3 separate regions of the Muntiacus reevesi genome follow, and regions 1 and 3 are each linked to region 2. The links are chromatin contacts, called in public Hi-C maps. All regions are on one chromosome and are shown on one strand. The core of a region is the stretch at or near the end of the contact, and the rest is flanking DNA. Distances in the headings are between cores, read along the strand shown.

Region 1 (3,390 bases), core at 221-2,720, 210 kb after region 2:
GGGGCAGGACGCAAGCCCGAGACAAGCCCAGGGTAGGTTTTACGGCGCGCGCAGAGGCGGGCGGGGTGGGGTGGCAGGCGGGGAGAGCGGCCGCCCGGGCGGAAGGACCGGGGCTGCGTGGCCGCGCCCTTTGACGGAGCACCGCGCTAAGGGCTCGGGGGCGTAGCGCCACCTGCTGGGCACCGATGCCCTCACTGCAGCCGCCCGGCCGTCCTTTCTCTGGCGGCTGGAGGTGTAGTGGGGGAGCGCCCCACTTTTTGGCACCCCATCGCGAGCGAGTTCCTGGATCGATCCAGGACCTGTCAGTTCGTTCAGTAGGTTTCTTCACGTTTTATGTTCCTGGCTCAGAGTTTGGGCGCTGAGGACATCCAGATGCATAAGATTAGGGCGAAGTACAGGTACAGGAGACACGGGAGAGGTAAACCAACAAGCGACAACAGGCAACCGATTTAATTCAGCACCTCCTGGATACCAGGCCAGTGTGCTCCGTGCTGTGACGTTGGTCTGTTACAAGGGCTGTGGACTCAGTGGGGGAGGAGAGGGCACTTGGACTGAATGCTGCAGGAGCAGAAAATCCCTGCTTGGTCAGGAGCGCAGGCTGTCACCTGGGTCGGGCCAACCCCCCAGGCATCTGCTGTGAGGAGAGTCAGGTGGTGCATGTGGGACAGATAGGGTTCAGAAGGCCAGGAAGTGGAAAGATCATGGGCTTTGGAATCAGGCAGCTGGGTTCTAATTCCAGCCGTGTAAATTTGGGCAAGACACTGAACTTCCTGAGTTTTCAGTTTCATCCTTTGTGAAATGGGGCTAATGCCTGCTTGACTGTGTTCTTGGGAAGATTCCAACAGGAAATGTTGGATGTATCTGGATATGGATACAACAGGATATGGATGTGTCTGTATGTATATAGTGACTGGCACTCAGAACACCCTAAATTTATGTTCATTTTCTAAAAAGTAAAACGAACTTGCTGCTGCTGGGGGCAAACACTGGGAGATAAGGCTTGCAAGCAGAAGGAACTTTTCCTTCTGTCTCTGAACTAGAAATCGATATACTTAGCTGTTTTTTATTTCTTGGATCAAGCTACAGCTTGCTTTATCCTGCTTTAACTGCCCATCAAGGAAGCCCTGGTTTCACTGATTAAGAAAAAAGATCAAAATTGGTTTGGTTGGGAGGGATGGGGGAGTAGAGGGATGTAGTATGATAGTTAAAGGGTATAGAGTTTATTTTTAAGAGGTGATGAACATTTTTTATGTTGACTTTGTTGATCAGTGCACACATCTGTGAATATACTAAAAACCATTGAAAGTAACACTTTAAATGGGTGAATTGGGTAGTATGTGAATTATAACTCAATAAAGCTGTTTTAAAAAACTACTTCTTGCTGCACTAATCTGGCAACAATGTGAAAAAGAAATGTGTGTTGATATCTAATTGTGTTAGATAACGCCCTAATTGTGTTGATATCTCAAAGGGATCGAGCGAGGATTAAATGAAGTAGATAATGCATGCTAAAGTGCTTAGCACCATCGTTGATAAGGAATAGGAAGTTTAAAGTGCTTCGGTCTCTTCCCTTCTCCATCCTGTAGCAGCTGCAAAGACAGCACAGCAGCAAGAGACCAGCCAGAGTAAACAGAGAAGCTCTTTATGCCAGATCACAAAGCAGACATGGGGCATGGGGGAGAAGGGCAGGGAGGAAGGATCTACCTTCCTCTATTCACAGGTTTAGATGTTGCTCCATCTGCTCCCGAAGTTTGAATTTCTGGATCTAGAGGAAAGTGAAAGAAGTGAGAATTAGGCAGGCTAGCTAGGGTGTCCAAGCCCTGCTGGTTTGCCTGGGACTGAGGAGTTTCTCAGGCTAAAGCCAGGAAAGTTCAGGGCAAACCAGCATGAGCTGACAAACGTGTGACCCAACTGCCGGCCTCTCAGCAGACTCTGGCTCATCACTCAGGGAGGCTCAGGCGGGGCCACCCGACCTTCTGCACCTGGGCTCCAACTTCCCTGCCCCTCCCTGGTCTCTTTACATACCTTTCCTGAGACGGTGAGGGGGTAGTTGGTGACAAAAACGATGTACCGCGGAATCTTAAAGTGGGAGATCTGCAGGCCAGAGGGGGATTTAAAGCATGAGGCCGAGCAGGGTCACAGTGGGCAGTGGGCTGACGGGTTGGCAGGTAGAGGGTATTAGAGAACTGAGCAATGTGGCGATGCTTGGGGGTGAATTGAGGCTCCCACCTTCCCCTTGCAGAAAGCCTTGATCTCCTCTGCCGTGGTCTTCTCCCCTTCCTTGAGCCGAATGCAGGCACAGATTTCCTCCCCCATTCGGTCATCCTTCACTCCCACCACCTTCCAGAGTCAGAGACAGATATCAGACATCCCCATCTGTGTCCCCTGCTCTTGGGTTCTACCTGGGCTGGGTGCCTCACCTGCACTTCCTGAACCTGTGGGTGTGTGTGAAAGAAGTCCTCGAGCTCGGCGGGGTAGATATTCTCGCCGCCACGGATGATCATATCCTTAGAGCGGCCCACAATCTTGCAGAAGCCCTGCTCATCCATTGTAGCAATGTCTCTGTAAGGAAAGCCCAGGAGCTACCCCTGACCTCTGCCTCATCTGGCTGGCTTCCCTCACTCACTCCCAAACACTTAGGAAACACCTACTGTATGTCTTACACTACTCTAGATTCTGGGGCATATGGCACAAGACATTACCTGGATCATACAGGAGGAACTATCTCATGTAGGAGGCAGACCAAACCAAGTAAACCCATACCTATAGCCTATTTTCTCTCTCTCTCTCTCTAAACATATCTATACATACACCTTTTGGGGCTGGCTTCTTACCATTCAGGTTTCAGCTCAAACATTTCCACCTGAGAGACGCCTCCTCTGATCACCAAAGAGAAAAGAATCTCCCTTCTCCACCACAGCCACTCTCTCTCCTGTGACTCTATCTTATTAGCTGTGTTTATGAATGTCAGAAACGATCTTGACTGTATCTGTCTTCCTCCACCAGACATGTGGGAAGTGACGGCAGGATCCTGCCCATTGTGCTTTCCCCTGGACCACCAGTGTTTACAACAGTGCTAGCACATGGCAGGTGCATAATTAGAGTTTGTTGAATTAAATGAGACTGAATCTAGGCTCAGATTTTGCAGGCACTACCCCAGGAGTTCTCATCTGTACTGCATTTGGTCCTTCCAGGAGCCCTATTTGGAGAATATGATCATCCTCATTTTATACATTTTGGAAACTAAGTCTCTGAGATGTGAAGGGGCCATCTTGACAACTGGTTCTCCCAGTTCTAGTTCAGTGTTCCCAACTCAGCCTCAGGACCCCCAGCGTCCCCTTGGCGGCCAAGCGCTCCACCCTGCCCTGCCTTCTCACCCCGTCCGGTACC
Region 2 (3,676 bases), core at 517-3,016:
CAAGTGATCCCTGGGTCAGGAAGATCCGCATGGCAACCCACCCCAGTATTCTTGCCTGGAGAATGCCATGGACAGAAGACGGACCCTGGTGGGCTACAGTGGGTAAGGTCGCAAAGAGTCGGACACAACTGAAGTGACTTAGCATGCAGGCATCAGAGGTTGTTTAAGAAAATATTTATGTTCGTTGATTCAATAGTTATTGTAGGGCACATGGGTAATTTAACAAATAAATCCTTACAAAGAGAACTCACAGATTTTGATGTATGCTCTCTACCAAGCTTTTTGAACTGCTACTTTTTTCTTTTTTTTAAAGAGGCCACTATCTACTCCCCTGTCCCTTGAATTGTGCTGAAGGGCCCAAATCCAGTACTATTATGCACATCAGTTTCAGATGGAGTACCATGCTGAGAATTAAAGTTGGTGTTGGGGGACAAATGAAAATGTAACCTCAAGCAGAGTTCCAGTTCACTATAAGGTCAATGTAAGTATGCAGTCAGTTTGTATTCAGCACCACCTGATGTGCACTGTGTGAATGACTGTAACATAATAAACAGATGAGTTTTTCATAAAACAGTAGCAAGAAGAAAGGGCATCCCAGGTGGCTCAGTGGTAAAGAATCCTGACTGCCAATGCAAGAGATGCACCCCCTGGAGTAGGAATGGCAACCCACTCCAGTATTCTTGCCTGGAAAATTCCATGGACAGGGAGTCTGGCCGGCTACAGTCCATGGGGTTGCTAAGTAATCGATTGAGCACGCAGGCACAGCAAGAAAAGTGCTTGCTGTGCAAATCCTGGGCTGCCCCAAGAGAGGGAAATGAAAACTCCATGCCTAAATTTGTCATTTCCTATTTTATCTCTTGTGTTCAGGCCTTCCTCCTCCCCACCCCAGGGTTACTCCTTAATCCTTCCAACCCCATCTGTAAGCTTCCATCCTGTGCCACATTGGAAGATCTCGCCTAGGAACCTGGGCTCAGCACAACAATACTCTTCTTTTTCTCCTGCTGTGTAGTACAGCAGTGCCAGCCCAGGCTCTGAGCCTCCTTAGATTGATTAGGCAGACAGTCAGGAAGAATGCTGTTTATACTTGGACCACTTCTCTCCCTAGCTCCTGATATTAAAGACTGGAATAACTTGAAAGCCTCTTTGGTGTTCTTTTCTTTTTTTCCTTACATGGCCTTCACGAAGAGTAATTAATTATGATTTAAAAGCAGTAATGAATCAGTTTATAGACTCTGAGCACAATATAAATATTTTTCCTGAAAGCCAAATTAGAAGAAATCTCTAAAATGTGAGTAAGACAACAGCAGTTGAAATGATCGAACTGAATGGTCCCAAGCAGTGTCAAAAGAAAGAACCGTGTATTCTATTTCTGCAATAATGGGCATATAATAGTGGGATCGTTTTCAGCCCATTTCCCCATCCTGCTAGGCAAGAGTTGATTCAGATAAGGAAAAAGAGCCAAGCAAACTGGGGGAAAAACAAAACCAATTATTACTATTATTTTTGTCTGTTTTCTTAAACCAATTATTTTTGATGCCTGGTAAACACCCTGCTCCAGAGGATTAGGCTTTCCTGGCTCTCAAATACGCATTCTTCCCTTTCCTCGTGTCTGTCCTCCTCTCTGGAAGCTGCGGGGTGGGGAGGTCTAAAAATAGTTGGTGAATCACGGCAGATAATATTGTGCAGCAGTTACATAAACAGCCAGCCCTCGCGCGCGCGGAAGGTAGGAACGGAAAATATCTGGGTCAGGGTTGTCACTCTGAATAGGTTCCCCCGGAGCCGGCCTGTGGGAGGCGCGGCCGGGAGGAGGCTTAGGCCCGTGGGCCGGGAGCAGCAGGGGAGCGGCGGGCGTGCCACGAAGGGGGAGCGGAGGCCCCTGGCTCGGCACGGGCTGCAGCGCGAGCGGGGCAGGTGTGCCCCGCGCGGTCTCTCCATGGCGGGGAGTGGTCCGCGGCGGCGGCGGCGCTGACCGGCCAGGGCTGGGCGGGCGTGCCCTGGCGGGGACCTGGGGCCAAGGAAAAATGAGCGCTCTCCTCGAGCAGAAGGAGCAGCAGGAGAGGCTGCGGGAGGCCGCGGCCTTGGGGGACATTCGGGAGGTGCAGAAACTGGTGGAGAGCGGGGTGGATGTGAACTCCCAAAATGAGGTCAACGGCTGGTAAGTGGGGAGCGGGGGAGGCCTAGGGTCAGGGCATCCGGCCCGGGACGCGACCTCGGCCTAGCGCAGCCCCGGAAGCCTGCTAAGGCGTGGCCCGGCACCCCAGAGCCAACGAGGTTGTGCGCTCTGGAGGCTAGCACTGGCCCCCCTGCCTCGGAGAGTCTGCGGCGTGTCGTGCCCAAATCTCGGCCCACGTGGTCCTGCGCCGGCAGCGCCCACCCGAACCCTGGCGCCCCGTGCCCCGCCGACCCCACCCCCATAACGTGTCCCGAAAGGTGCTGATTACTCTCACCCTCATTTGGAGCTCACACCAGTTCGAGTTTGGAATTACTCTGAAGAACACATCTGTGCAGAGCAAAAAGCATAAACAGTTGAGCAAACGTGGATCTTATAAACTAGCACGATTTCTTTCTTTCTTTTTTTTTTTTTTAGCACGATTTCTTTTCCCAAGACTAGGGAAAATAAATCACTTGCATTCCTGTTCTGCTTCTCTATTGTCCTACTGCAGCAGTGATTTGCTGCTACCCACAGCTGCCTGTGGCTGGAAGACTCATTCATTAATCCTAGATAATGTTTTGTTTTGTTTTCTTAAAACAGTTTCAAATATGGAACTTTACCCAAGGCTTCAGATGCATGCCAGTGATTGAGTCCTTCCCAACTAAATAAGGAGCCACATTTTAAGAAGTGCTGGTGGTCAATTTTTTTGTATTAAGTTACTGAATATGGTGTTATTCTGCTCTCTTCTCATTTAAATTTTTTTATTTGATCCAAGTAATGCTTAACCAGGCTGTTTGCTAGCTGAGAATTAAAGTGAGTTTGCAAATGTTTTATTTTCTAAAGTGGAATCATGCAGTTTAAAACTAAAAGATTCATTGGAGATAGGTTCAATCCCAGAGAATAACCTGCCCTAGGTCACACAACTGTCAATAGCCAGGACCAGAATCACCGTTTCCTTACTTCCTCACAAATCCATCAACCAACTTATCCCAAAGAAAACAGCCTGGGTGACTATTCAGAAAACCAGGAAACAGTAGAAATTGCTTTTTTTTGTTTTATTTTGTTAAAGTGTTTACAAACTAGCTGGCTTTTCCGTGTGTGGTTTCTGTGTGTGCTTTTCTGTGTATGCGATTTCTAGCGTTGCTGTGTGGTTCACAAGCTGTGAATCATTGTTTTGGCACTGGGAGGCAGTGTTGTGTAGAAGAACAAGCCTGGACTTTAGTGCTGGTCCTTCTCCATTCCTGCTTAGCAATATGACCTTGCCAGAGTCACTTCATTTTCTAGTTATTTCAGAAGAGTTGTGAACATTTAAGGAAATGCAGCATCATATAAGTAGGTAACATTTACTGAGCTTGCTCTGTAGTGCAAACAAGGTTCCAAATGTATTATTTTTGTGTATCATCTCATTCATAGCTGCTTAGGGACAGAGCTATTGTTATTCCCTTGTTTTGCAGATAAGAAAAACAAAGTTTCCCCAAGAATTTGCAGTAATTAATGGAGCTGGGAATCAAACCCAGCATCTGC
Region 3 (3,795 bases), core at 942-3,441, 150 kb after region 2:
CTGGAAGCAGCGGCTGTTCATGGTGGCAGCGGAAGGCGGCAGCTGGCGGTCACCCATACTGATCGCTGACCGAGCCAGCAGAGCGGTGGTGACCCGCTGACTGTTTTCTAGCAGGGTACTCTTGTTCTGTTTCCACTGTGGGAGGCAGGGGGCAGACCTGGAGGTCAGCATGGGGTGAGGACCCCTTGTTTCCCTCACCCTTGACCCCCGGCCCCCTCCATCCCCCAGGGCATACCCACCTGGTCCCGTATCCTCATCAACACCGTGCGGAAGCCAACTCGGGTCAAGCCATCCTCAGGGGGAAAATAGGTGCCCCCCACAAAGGGCTGTAGGTTGGGAGTCAACCACACACTCATGGGCCAGCCCCCGCCACTGCTGGTGGCCTGGCAGAGAGAGGGCAAGGGTGAGGGGAGCAGCCCCACGTACACGGGCAGCCACCCATCCAAGGGAAGACCACTCACCTGCACAAAGGTCATATACACCTTGTCCACATCAGGCCGCTCCTCCCGGTCCACCTTCACACTGACAAAGTCCTCACTGAGCAGGCGTCCAATCTCCTCGTTCTGGAAGGACTCCTCTTCCATCATGTGGCACCAGTGGCAGGTGGAGTACCCCACTGGTATGGGGCCACGACCAGTGACTGGTCAGAGAGGGGCAGCCAAAGGGCTCCAACTGGGCCTACAATGCCCTAGCATCTAGTTTCCTGGAAGGCCCCAGGCCCAAAGGACCCATCCCCTATCTACCACCACTCCCCTGCGCCCATCCCAGGAATGGTGGATGCAGTACCTGAAAGAAAAATTGGCTTGTTTTCTTTCTTGGCCTTGTCGAAGGCTTCCTGTCCCCAGGGGTACCTAAGGCCAGTAGAGTGGGGCATCACTCACTAGCTTGGGAGGGGGGCAGTAGGAAGATTGAGGGTCTAGCTGCCCCAGGAGGGCATCAGGAGAGGACTCACCAGTCCACAGGGTTGTAGGCATGTTGCAGGAGGTACGGTGACTTCTCATTGATCAGGCGGTTGGGGACCTTCTGGGGCGTGGACTGAGGGCAGTTAGTCCGGCTCCCCTTCCCTCCAGCAGGCATAGGCACCGAACTACTGACCGTTACACTTCGGTCCTTGTCCCGGGAGGAGCTACCCCTGGTGTGGGCAGGTGGGTCAGGCAGATCAGACCAGGAGTTTCCACTGCTTCCACCTACACCCAGCCCAGAGGCCCACCTGACCATCCCCCCACCCCCCATGCCCCGTGGTACCTCTCCCGGAACCCCCTGCTCCCAGCCCAACCCACCTTTCTGAACCACGGGGGAGACCGTGGCCTTTGTGTTCCCCCTTGTGTTTATGGGGGGGTGAAGAAAGGTGGCTCATTGGGGGCTCCCTGCCAGGTTAGTCTCCCCCAACCTCTCGACCTGGTGGTGGGAACGATGATGACTGTGAGGTCAGGGCGAGTCACAATGGGTGGAATGGTCTTTCAGGCTCCATTCTCTCCCCCTCACCGGGCCCCACCCAGGGTGACTGGGCTGGAGGTATCTCTGGCATGCCTGCCTGGGTATATGATCTGGGCAGGAAGGCTGCTGTGTGTAGGACTGGGCCAGGTGAGGGGCAAGGAGAAGAAATTCAAATGGCATCAGGGACTCCCTCACTCAATATTCATCCAGTGGGCACTTCTGGGGGGCCAGGTCCTGTGCCAGATCCCCATTACCCTCAGAGAATCAGTAACTGGGTCTGATCTCAGGGAGCTCGGCCTGGGAAGGGCAGGCCTAAGTAATGACAAGCCTTTGCAGCATCAAGCGCTGTGACAGGCCAGCCCAGAGTGCTGTCGGACAAGAACCCTTGGCCCAGCATTGGGGTTCAAGGAAGGCTTCCTGGAGAGTTCCTGCGGCAAGCGAGCCCTGCAGCTGGAGGGGAGGGAGAGAGGAGAGGATTACTGTCTGAGCCCGGTCGCAGGAGCTGGTCCTAGTCTGGGGGGGAAGGCAGGCATGGGGTGGGGAGGTGACCGGGCAGGCACAGGGGACCAGCGCCAGGACAACTGACCCCGGGGCTCCGCAGGCGCCGGGTGCTGAAGCGTGCCCCTCGCCCGCCCGTACCTGTAGCTCAAGGCGAGGACTGGCCCGGTCCCGAGCAGCAGGAAGCCGCGGCACCGTAAGGTCCGCGCGCCCAGCATGGCTGCTGGTGGCGGTCGGCCCCGACGCTGCGGACAGGAGGAGGGCGGGAGGGAAGCGGCGACGGGCAGGCCCATGCACCGAACCGGCCGGGGGAGTGTCTTCACCGATACGGCGGGCAGCAGGCTGGTCTCTGAGCGCCGCTCGGTGGCCGATCACGGGACTGCAGACCGTATACTGGGGGCTTGGGAGGACACAGGTCTGTGCAAAAAACTGGGTGGACCTAATTCAGGGCCTGTGGGGCGGTAACCCTCTTACGGAGAATATGGAGGCTGTGAGGATGCCAGGGCCGTGGAAAGCCAGAGCCTCCGTTCATTTTTTCCAACCCTTGCCCGTTTTACAAATGAGAAATGAGGTGAGAGGCAAAGGCGTGGCTTTTCCAGGCCATCCGAACTCGGAGCTTCGCCTTTGCTCTGCCCCCTCACCTGAAGGTCCTGCTCAAACCCCACCCCCTCAGGAAGCCTCTGAATAATAATAATGAACCAACTTTCAGGTGCTATCAGGTATTTTACGAGTCTCATTTGCTACCCTTCAGTTCAGTTCAGTCGCTCAGTCGTGTCCGACTCTTTGCAACCCCATGAATCGCAGCACACCAGGCCTCCCTGTCCATCACCAACTCCCAGAGTTTACCCAAACTCATGTCCATCTAGTTGGTGATGCCATCCAGCCATCTCATCCTCTGTCATCCCCTTTTCCTCCTGCCCCCAATCCCTCCCAGCATCAGGGTCTTTTCCAATGAGTCAGCTCTTCGCGTGAGGTGGCCAAAGTATTGGAGTTTCCGCTTCAGCATCAGTCCTTCCAATGAACACCCAGGACTGATCTCCTTTAGGATGGACTGGTTGGATCTCCTTGCAGTCCAAGGGACTCTCAAGAGTCTTCTCCAACACCACAGTTCAAAAGCATCAATTCTTCGGTGCTCAGCTTTCTGAACAGTCCAACTCTCACATCCATACATGACCACTGGAAAAACCATAGCCTTGACCAGACGGACCTTTGTTAGCAAAGAAATGTCTCTGCTTTTTAATATCTAGGTTGGTCATAACTTTCCTTCCAAGGAGTAAGTGTCTTTTAATTTCATGGCTGCAATCACCATCTGCAGTGATTTTGGGGCCAAAAAAATAAAGTCTGACACTGTTTCCCCATCTATTTGCCATGAAGTGATGGGACCAGATGCCATGATCTTAGTTTTCTGAATGTTGAGCTTTAAGCCAACTTTTTCACTCTCCTCTTTCACTTTCATCAAGAGGCTTTTTAGCCCTTCTTCACTTTCTGCCATAAGGGTGGTGTCATCTGCATATCTGAGGTTCTTGATATTTCTCCCCGCAATCTTGATTCCAGCTTGTACTTCTTCCAGCCCAGTGTTTCTCATGATGTACTCTGCATATAAGTTAAACAAGCAGGGTGACAATATACAGCCTTGATGCACTCCTTTTCCTATTTGGAACCAGTCTGTTGTTCCACGTCCAGTTCTAACTTGCTTCCTGACCTGCATATAGGTTACCTTAGTCAACATTTATTGAGTGCCCATGAGACACTATGCTAGGTACAACAGTGGGCAGAGAGAGCCCAGGTCATCCCATCCTTGTGTTACTCATAGTCTGATAAGGGAGGCAAAAACTAATCCAACAGCCATACAAATTAATG

What was found. Hi-C and Micro-C count contacts between places; a contact is called where the count stands out from the background.
Region 1: a Hi-C map of blood shows a contact between it and region 2, with 4 times the contacts expected there. The contact joins the promoter of RSAD1 here to the promoter of ANKRD40 in region 2. A contact is called at or near these places in 2 of 3 Hi-C or Micro-C datasets (blood and muscle).
Region 3: a contact with region 2 is called in a Hi-C map of muscle, with 6 times the contacts expected there. The contact joins the promoter of SPATA20 here to the promoter of ANKRD40 in region 2. A contact is called at or near these places in 2 of 3 Hi-C or Micro-C datasets (blood and muscle).

The regions. Positions count from the first base shown.
Region 1 is chr18:26,105,444-26,108,833 of mMunRee1.1, reverse strand. It overlaps RSAD1 (radical S-adenosyl methionine domain containing 1), which reads right to left and starts at 1,470. Exons shown (of 9, transcript XR_010659634.1): 1 at 1-1,470. It overlaps ACSF2 (acyl-CoA synthetase family member 2), which reads right to left. Exons shown (of 15, transcript XM_065909144.1): 12 at 3,378-3,390; 13 at 2,421-2,562; 14 at 2,230-2,340; 15 at 1,622-1,765. The coding sequence ends at 1,715.
Region 2 is chr18:26,315,761-26,319,436 of mMunRee1.1, reverse strand. ANKRD40 (ankyrin repeat domain 40) reads left to right here and starts at 1,766. Exons shown (of 5, transcript XM_065909046.1): 1 at 1,766-2,155. The coding sequence starts at 2,022. It also overlaps the pseudogene LOC136150143.
Region 3 is chr18:26,167,206-26,171,000 of mMunRee1.1, reverse strand. SPATA20 (spermatogenesis associated 20) reads right to left here and starts at 2,191. Exons shown (of 18, transcript XM_065910449.1): 1 at 2,077-2,191; 2 at 1,692-1,887; 3 at 1,281-1,398; 4 at 953-1,132; 5 at 787-851; 6 at 462-616; 7 at 240-383; 8 at 1-135. The coding sequence starts at 1,357.